Linked DNA regions of Ovis aries: region 2 is linked to region 1. The links are chromatin contacts, called in public Hi-C maps. All regions are on one chromosome and are shown on one strand. The core of a region is the stretch at or near the end of the contact, and the rest is flanking DNA. Distances in the headings are between cores, read along the strand shown. Region 1 overlaps PFKFB3 (6-phosphofructo-2-kinase/fructose-2,6-biphosphatase 3). Region 2 has its middle 120 kb from the start of TRNAF-GAA.

Region 1 (4,505 bases), core at 745-3,244:
CTGTAACTACAGCAAAAAAGCAACACCATTTGCACAATGGTGAGCCACTGAACCAGGTTTAAACACTGAAATGGTGCTAGAACCCACCTTCTCCCCAGCGAGAGGAGACAGAACAAGCCCTGGCAGGTGGTGAGCAATCAGATATTGCTAATTAGACACAAAGTGTTGTCATTTGCTCCCGCGAACAATACAGTGTCTGAGAGAGTGAAGACAGACACCAACTAAAAGACTGAAATCAGCCCTTACCTCACCAACCATCCAAAGAAAGGGGAGAGGACTTAAAATATATATACATAAAATGTCACTCATACACGAATAGGAACACAGATACAGACAGAGACCCACACGATGCAACACCGAGTTGAAAACCCAGTTCAAAACCTGCACATGGAGGTTTATAGCAGCTTCATTCAGCATTGCCCAAAGGTGGAAGCAGCCAACATGTCCATCAGCAGGTGAAAGGGTAAATACACCGTGATGCCTCCAGACAATGGGATATTATTTACTGCCAGAAAGAAACGAGCTGTCAAGTCATGACAAAGACATGCAGGAATGGTAAGTACATATTCCTAAGCGAAAGAAGTCGATCAGAAAAGGCTCCAGACCATGATTCCAACTCCATGATATTCTGGAAAAGGTACAAGTACAGTAAAAAGATGAATGGTTGCCAGGGGTGAGGGAAGAAAGAGTGATAAAGGGGTAAAGTACAAGGGATTTTTAGGGCATTTACACTGCTCTGTATATTACAGTGATGGATATGTGTCTTTATATATCTGTCCAAATTCACTTAATATACAACACCAAGAGTGAACCCATGGTAAACGGTGGACTTTGAGTGACGATAACGCCTGCCACTGCAGGAGACACAGGAGATGAGGGTTCGATCCCTGGGTTGGGAAGATCCCCTGGAGGAGGACATGGCAACCCAGTCCACTGTTCCTGCCTGGAAAATCCCATGAACAGAGAAGCCTAGCAGGCTACAGTCCATGGGGTCGCAAAGAGTCGGACACGACAGCACACAACGGCAGCAGTAGATGTGTCTGTGTGGGTTCAGCCTCAGTAACCACGTGCCACCTGGTGAATGATGCTGATAACAGCGGGCACGGCATGGGTGGGGGTGGGGGGCACCTGGGAAAAGTCTGTACCTTCCTCTCAATTTTGCCGTGAATCTCAAACTGCTCTGAAAATAAAGTCCAGTTTTTTAAAATCATTTATTTTTCTACAAATGTCGTATAGATGTTTCTCCAAATGAGGGGACTTACTCATCTCATTATGAGGTACCAGGACACTTAAATGTGGCCACAGCCTGGCTCTTGGTGAACAGTCGCGACTGAAGTCCCACTGAACCAGCAAGTTTCCTTTCCTTCTGCCCAGCCCTTGTTCCTCCACTTTCTGCAGGCCTTTCCTCTTCTGAAGGCACACCCGTGACCTAGGGACCATACTCTTAAAACTGCCCTGGGTGTTTCAAGCAGGCATTGCATCAGGCTCCTGCTCTGAGAGTATCTGCCACTCCCTGCCAACCTCTTCACCCAATATCGAGACAGATGTTATGTGTGTGTATGGAATCTGGAGAGATGGTACTGATGAACCTGTTTGCAGGGCAGCAATGGAGATGCAGACATGGCGAACAGACTTGTAGGGGGAGGAGGGGGACAAACTAAGAGAGCAGCTTGGAAACAGATACATTACCACATGTAAAATAGATAGCCAGTGACTCGGAGAGCTCAGCCTAGGGCCCTGCAACCACCTAGAGGGGTGGGATGGGGTGGGAGATGGGAGGGAGGTTCCAGAGGGAGGGGACATTTGTATACCTGTGGCTGATTCATGTTGATGTGTGGCAGAAACCAGCACAATATTGTAAAGCAATTATCCTCCAATTAAAAAAAGTTTTTAAAGCATTCCTTTGTGTGTGTTTTTAAAAATCAGATATTCTGTGGTCTGTTTCACAGTCTGGTACCAGCAATCAGTTTCCCGGTTTTGATATTTTTCTGCCGTCATAGGAGATGTCCCCATAAGAGGAAGCTGGGTGAAGGGTTCATAGGACTCTATGTGCTATTTTGTAACTTTTCAATTTCAAAAGAAAAAAAGTTGTTTAAAAACACCCCAGATTTTAAATTGGTGATCACTCAGTTTGCTCAAATTCTGGAGAAAAAAATAGACAAAAGCATAGACAGTGTGTGCTAGGTAGCTTCAGTTGAGTCTGACTCTCTGCGACCCCCTGGACTGTAATCTGCCAGGCTCCTCTGTTCATGGGATTCTAGGCAGTACAGACATGAAGGGAGACGGGAACTGGCAGAAAGGGAGCCAGGAACCTGGGGATTTGCATGTGTTCCTAACACCTTTGCTTCCGAATCCCACACCTGCGGAAAAGAGGAATCAAGCTCAAACTGTTTTACTTTGGTGGAGGTGGGGGCGATGATTCTGTTTATGGGCTTTGTGTAGATCTTCGGGAGAGTATCAGCAGGTTTGCGGTCTTTGCAGGCAAGACATGAAATAAAGAGGAGACCCATGTAGAGGTCGGCTGAGGGCTCCCGACGACCGTGCCAAACCTGTTTTTCCTGGAGGGGAAAGCAGACACAGAGACCAGCAAGCAGCTCACTGTCCATCTTCTGGTACATTTAACAGATGCTCAGGAGCAGGAGCTGCGAGTCATGCACAGAACAGGCTGCACTGGAATCACAACCATCTCATCTCGGGTCTAGCCAGGAAGCAGCAGCAGGTGATCACCTAGCTCATCACAGTGCTGCGTGCTCTGTCTCACGCCGAGCATGACAAAGAAAGATCTCCCATGCCCAAGAGCTTGTAGCTGAAGACCAGAGTGGGACATGGCCACGAAATAGAATACAAGCAGGGAACTGAGAGACAGGTGCTGGGTAAGGTAAGATCATGCTGAATGCAGGCTCAGGGTAACAACCTCACGTTGGGAGAATACGGAGAGTTTGCATGGACTTGGGGCAGATGGGCTGGGAATTTCGTATCCATCTCATTGTCCTACAGCGTTTCTCGCAGATGGGCTGGGAATTTCGTATCCATCTCTTTGTCCTACAGCGTTTCTCCCCAAAGTCCAAGGTCACACACTGAAGAAAGTCAATATCTCTGTTTCTTCCCACATGAAACAAACATTTACTGACAGCAGCTGTCCTGGGGGCGCCAAAGTCAAATGAGGCATGGTCCTTGTCAGAAATACGGATTCATTTTTGAATTTCATAGTGTCCCCAACACACACACACACATGGACGGACACACAGAAACACACAGACACACACACTCTCCTACCTTTTCCCCTTAGAGTTAATGAAACCGAGGCTCACCAATATGACTTCCTTGTGATCACACAGCTATTAATAATGAGCCAAGGAATAAAAAAATACCTGACTAGGCTGGTATTCTTTCAAGTGTCACCCAATTAAATCACTTTCCAACTAGAACATTCAGTTTCCTTCTCAATAACAATGCCAACAACAAAACTTTGGATCCAAGTGGTTTCTATGACAGTATCTACATTACCTACTATTTGGATATAACGAGGAAATAAGAAGTGTCTTCAGAAACTATTACAAAGATTAATAACTAAGCCTACACTGTAAAGTGCTTCTTAGGATATGAAGAGAGAGTCACCCCCTGCCCCCGCCACCCCAACAGAGTCCCAGCACTCACACCTAACAGTGTCCTCTTCTTAAAAGGCTAATAGTTGCCACCACAGCAGATTAAAAAGAAATAACTATTTCATGAAATCAAAGTGAGTCAGCATTAAAAACTTCTTTTAAAGAGGTGCAGGAGGGAGGCTTTGAGCTCTTTGTGTACTTCTCAAAGGTTTTAAGATGTCCTAATAAAAGCAAAGAGGAAAAGAAATATCCTACTTCTTAAAAACTATTCGAACTCTCTGATGAGCTCCACATTTCTGTGGTTGATAAGGTATCTTTGTGGCCAGACTGTCAAAAGCATGGCATCACTGTGGCTCCAGGACAGTGCGGGCCCGCAGGAGCAATAGCTGTGGCTGAAGGTTTTCCAGTCGTGAGAAGAACCAGAAGGAGCTAAGGGCAGCGCTGGATCCCAGTGAACCTCATCGAGTGCAGACACCGTCGCTTCAGCGCATTGTGCTGTAACAAGCTGGCGGATGGTCCATGTTCCGTGTTGTATCCCGCATCTTCAGTCGCCCTCCCAGGTTTGTGGAGTAAGAAACACCCAAGTGGAGGCACAAAGAGGAAGGCGCTGGGCTGGGATCCAGATTCGGGGAGAAGGCAGGTGGGTGCAACAGACAGCCAGGTGGGTAGAGACTGGGGCGTGGGGGGCAGCCAAGGGGCACTTTGTGGACCATCAGGACAACTAGCTCTTGTTTTAAAATAGAGGAAGACCCCAGCGGGCACCGAGAAAGAGCAGCAAGAGGACGGGAGGGAACTTCTTTGTAATCCTGGCTGTTTTCAGCCAGAGGGGCTAGAATGGAGCCGGCCTAGTGGCAGGTACTCACAGCACTGGCTATCTGCATGTGCACTTGGTGAAAGGCT
Region 2 (4,132 bases), core at 1,329-3,828, 170 kb before region 1:
GGAAGGAAGGAGATAAGACTTGGCTTTTTTGGTGGTTGTTGCAGTTTCTGTGTTCTTGCAGTAACTTCCTACTGCAAAAAGCGTGTGTGTGTGTGTGTGTGTGTGTGTACTGTTTCATTTATATATGTACAATATACAATACATACTACTAATTTAGTCACCAAGTCGTGTCTGACCCTTTGCAAGTCCATGGACTGTAGCCCACCAGACTCCTCTGTCCATGGGATTCTCCAGGCAAGAATACTAGAGTGGGTTACCGTTTCCTCCTCCAGGGGATCTTCCCAACCCAGGGATCAAACCCACATCTCCTGCATTGGCAGGTGGGTTCTTTATCACTGAGCCACCAGGGAAGCCCTTACCACTGACACTGGTATAGAGAATATAATACATTTAGAATATGATGACACTGGTTTAAAGCATAATATAGATCGTAATTCTGGACTTGAGTCTCTAGAGGGAGGCAGAGAAACAAGAAACACACACAGTGCTGTCAGACTTAATCAGGGGATGGATTTATTTCACAGGCCAGGCAAGATTAGAAGTCAGAAAGTTCAGTTCTGCCTTCCCCTTAATTTGAAACATGAACCCCACCTTTAGTCAGCACATGTGTGTGTGTTAATTGCTCAGTCATGTCCAACTCTTTGCAACCCCATTGACTGTAGCCCACCAGGCTCCTGTCTATGGAATTTTCCAGTCAAGAATACTGGAGTGGGTAGCCATTTCCTTGTCCAGGGGATCTTTCCGACCCAGGGACTGAAGTATAATCTATACATTTTTAAAGAATCAGTAACAAAAAAGCTGCATACCACAGGGCAATCAGAATTGCTGCATCTGTATCACGAAAGGGCTGTCAGGTCATCTGGTCGACCCCCTCAGCGGCTGCTGTGTAGTGGCAGGAGAGAACGTGTAGGACCCAGAGTTTGGGGCCAGCTCTCTCTAGTTACGCAACCCTCACTGAGTTATTTGTCTTCTTAGAAATCCAATTTTTCATCAAAAGGGTAAGAGACATTGTTTCTGCCTTGGTTTTTTCCTGTTAAAACTGATAAAAGGAAAACTTCATTCATAAAACAACAAAGAACTACCTGGATATAGATCCAATTATTACTATGACCCATGTGCTCCAGCCGTGAGTTGTCTACTTAATCCTGTTCTTAAAGGGCCCCAGTGAGAGTCCGCAGACCGTAAGTTCTATAATAGAAGGGAAGGAACTAGGGCTATTCCTCTTAGCATCTAACATGGCACCTGGTAAACAGTACATAATTTTAATTTCTTTTTTGAAAAAGTAAATACACTTATATGCAGGTAAACTATACAATTTAACATCTAGGTCTTTTCTTCTTCTTCTTCTTCTTCTTATGAAAGGGAGCACTATTAGTGACCACTCCAGGAAACAGAACTAAGGCAGGTCTGTCCTGGGCCAAGGGGACATGGGACACACGGTCACTCCACTTACCTGACACTTACTATGAGGTGGGCACTGCCCTGAACATAATACAGTATGAATTCCCTTAATTTCATAGTAATCCAGTTGAGGTTGGTACAATGATCAATCATATCCAGCAAATGCTTAATGAGTAGCTTCTACACACCCCAAGTCTTCTAGAGTCTGAGACTACGTCAAAAGACAACACCCACAAAAACAATGATGTGTCCTTTATGTGTGTTCAATCACTCCAGTCGTGTCTGACTCTTTGCAACCCTATGGACTATAGCCCTCAAGGCTCCTCTGCCCGTGGAATTTTCCCAGGCAAGAATACTGGAGTGGGTTGCTATTTCCTTCTCCAGGGGATCTTCCAGACCCAGGGATCGAACTCATGTCTCCTGTGGCTCCTGCATTGCAGCTGGATTCTTTTCCACTGAGCCACTGGGGAAGTCCCCTGCCCTTTGAGGGTGAGAGTAACCAATAAATGTAATCAATAAATATATTACATGCACACCAAGAGGGGACAGTGCTGTGGATAAAAGAAAGAGATTTGGGGAGTGTTGAATGAAGACATTTGGGCACAGAAATACCATACCCGTGGCTGCAATTCCGCCTAAGGTGGTCTGTCTCCAGTTGTTGCTTTTAACTTTGTCTCTGTTTTCTCTTTCAGTTCTGATGTGCCCCGAACCTTGTACTACATTCAAATTCATTTCCTCTGTAAGCAGCAGCGGGGAGCACACAAAATCTAGCCACCCTTTCTGGACATCAACTCAGTAGCCTCCATCTACACCAGACACTGGCCACCACTGATGACTTGCTCTGGGTCTCAGCTGAGTTCACACTGCACTTGGGGCCCCTATAATTGCCTGCTTGCCCTGTAGGAATGAAGGCTCTGCCTCAAGAGCTCTCTGTTTGTAGGTTTAGAGGAATGGCCAGATAAACCCACCAGATAGGAGGAAACACATAACCCCGAGGATAAGGGCTAGGCTTTTGGACCTCTCAACTGCTTAAATGAATTCTGGCCTCTGAGTAGGGCTGAGCCATGGAAACCACATGATGCTCAACTTCCTCTGCATGCCCCACACCTCCCCACCCTGCTCTCTGTCTCCTGTTGAGTCCTTGCCCTTCCTCATCTTGTGACTCTGGCAGAACTCCAGGGTGCTTATTCAACCTGTCTCCAGATGCCCTGGGCCAAGAAAGAAAGAAAGGGTAAGAACAGGCTCCAGGGCAAAGCTAGCTGCCAAGAGTACTGTCAATAGCCCGACCGAGGCCAGGCAGTGAGCACAAAGGAATCTTTAAAAGTGAGTGTCACCCCCAGAAGGAGCTTGAGCACTTTCTCAGCCTTCCATGGTGAGCTGTGCCCACCCCCCACCAGGCTTCACACCATCTAGTAAGCAAATCAGAGCAAATGTTTTGAGGGCCTATGTGCAACGCACTGTGTTCACAGTTATTTACTTTTGTGGACACCATAGCTTTCATGCAAATCTCTTCCTCTAGGCTTTTTCTTCATACCTACAAAGTGAAGGAGTTTAAGCTGACAGTCTTCAGAAAGGCAGCAATGATAGTCTGGCCACTTCTTTGCCAGACTGTGAGCACACTGAATTCAGGGACTGAGCCCCATTCCATTTATTTTTCTCTCCCCAGCTTCTAGCACATGCCATGATGTGTGGGAGATGCCAGGTAGATGTCTGTGGAACAAGTCAACTTCTGAAATAAGGTTCTTCAAGAAGGTCTTCAAGACCAGACAAAAGCCGACTCACCACATCCTTACTGTTGGCTGTGGACCTCTACTAAAGAACATCAACTGATATCTTCAAACCCTTCAGACTCTAAAAGTATCTATGAATTCACAAACTATAAGACATACAACCCTTTCTTTAAAAACAGGCCTCATTTTTCGAAGAATTACTAAGCTAGAGGAGTCATATTCCCTTATCTCAAAACTGACTACATAGCTACAATCATAAATCTGTGTGGTACTAGCATCCAGTTAGATACAGAGATCAATAAAGCAGAATGGAGAATTCAGACACAAGCCTTTCATCACTGGCCACTCATTTTCAACAAAGGAGTCAACGTAATTCAATGAAGAAAGAACAGAGCTTTTTAATAACTGGCGTTGGGAACCACTGGATATCCCAACATGGAAAAGAATTAATCAGAACTCCCTACCTCACACCATACACAAAAATTAACTAAAAATGGATCAAGGATCTGAATGAAAGAAATTAAACTAGAAAATTTAGAAAGAAATATGAGAGTAAATCTTCATGACCCTGAGTTAGGTAATGATTTCTTAAACACCAAAAACATACTGGCCTAAGGCTAGGAATTAGGGGGATGGCAGGGGGTGGGTGACAGCAAGTAGATTGAGAGATTCTTTCCAGGGTTATGAAAATGCCCTAAAATTATATTACGGTGATGGTTGTGCAACTCTGTCAATACACCCCCAAGTTTGAATTTTGCAATTTAGAAGAGTACATGGTGTGATTATATGAATTATAGTTCAATAAAGGTTGTTTAAAAAATAACTTTTAGGGAGACTTCCCTCGTGGTCCAATGGCTAAGACTCCTCCCTCCCAATGCAGGGGGCCTGGGGTTTGACCCCTGGTCAGAGAACTAGATCCCACATGCTGCAACTATGACCCAGAACAGCCAAACAAATAAAATAAATATTTTTAAAATAACTTTTAGGGATAGAAAACTTGT

What was found. A called contact is a pair of places that touch in the nucleus more often than the background predicts.
Region 2: a contact with region 1 is called in a Hi-C map of mixed tissues, with 4 times the contacts expected there. The contact joins two enhancer-like sites. A contact is called at or near these places in 7 of 16 Hi-C or Micro-C datasets (blood, hypothalamus, liver and 2 more).

The regions. Positions count from the first base shown.
Region 1 is chr13:10,977,335-10,981,839 of ARS-UI_Ramb_v3.0, reverse strand. All of the region lies in intron 1 of PFKFB3 (6-phosphofructo-2-kinase/fructose-2,6-biphosphatase 3), which reads right to left. Among named protein-coding and RNA genes, the nearest start is that of PFKFB3, 49 kb to the right of the region's middle. Within about 2 kb of position 1,994, at least 4 of the 54 cell types and tissues checked have an H3K27ac peak or open chromatin away from gene starts, as enhancers often do.
Region 2 is chr13:11,153,092-11,157,223 of ARS-UI_Ramb_v3.0, reverse strand. No RefSeq gene overlaps it. Among named protein-coding and RNA genes, the nearest start is that of TRNAF-GAA, 120 kb to the left of the region's middle. Within about 2 kb of position 2,578, at least 15 of the 54 cell types and tissues checked have an H3K27ac peak or open chromatin away from gene starts, as enhancers often do.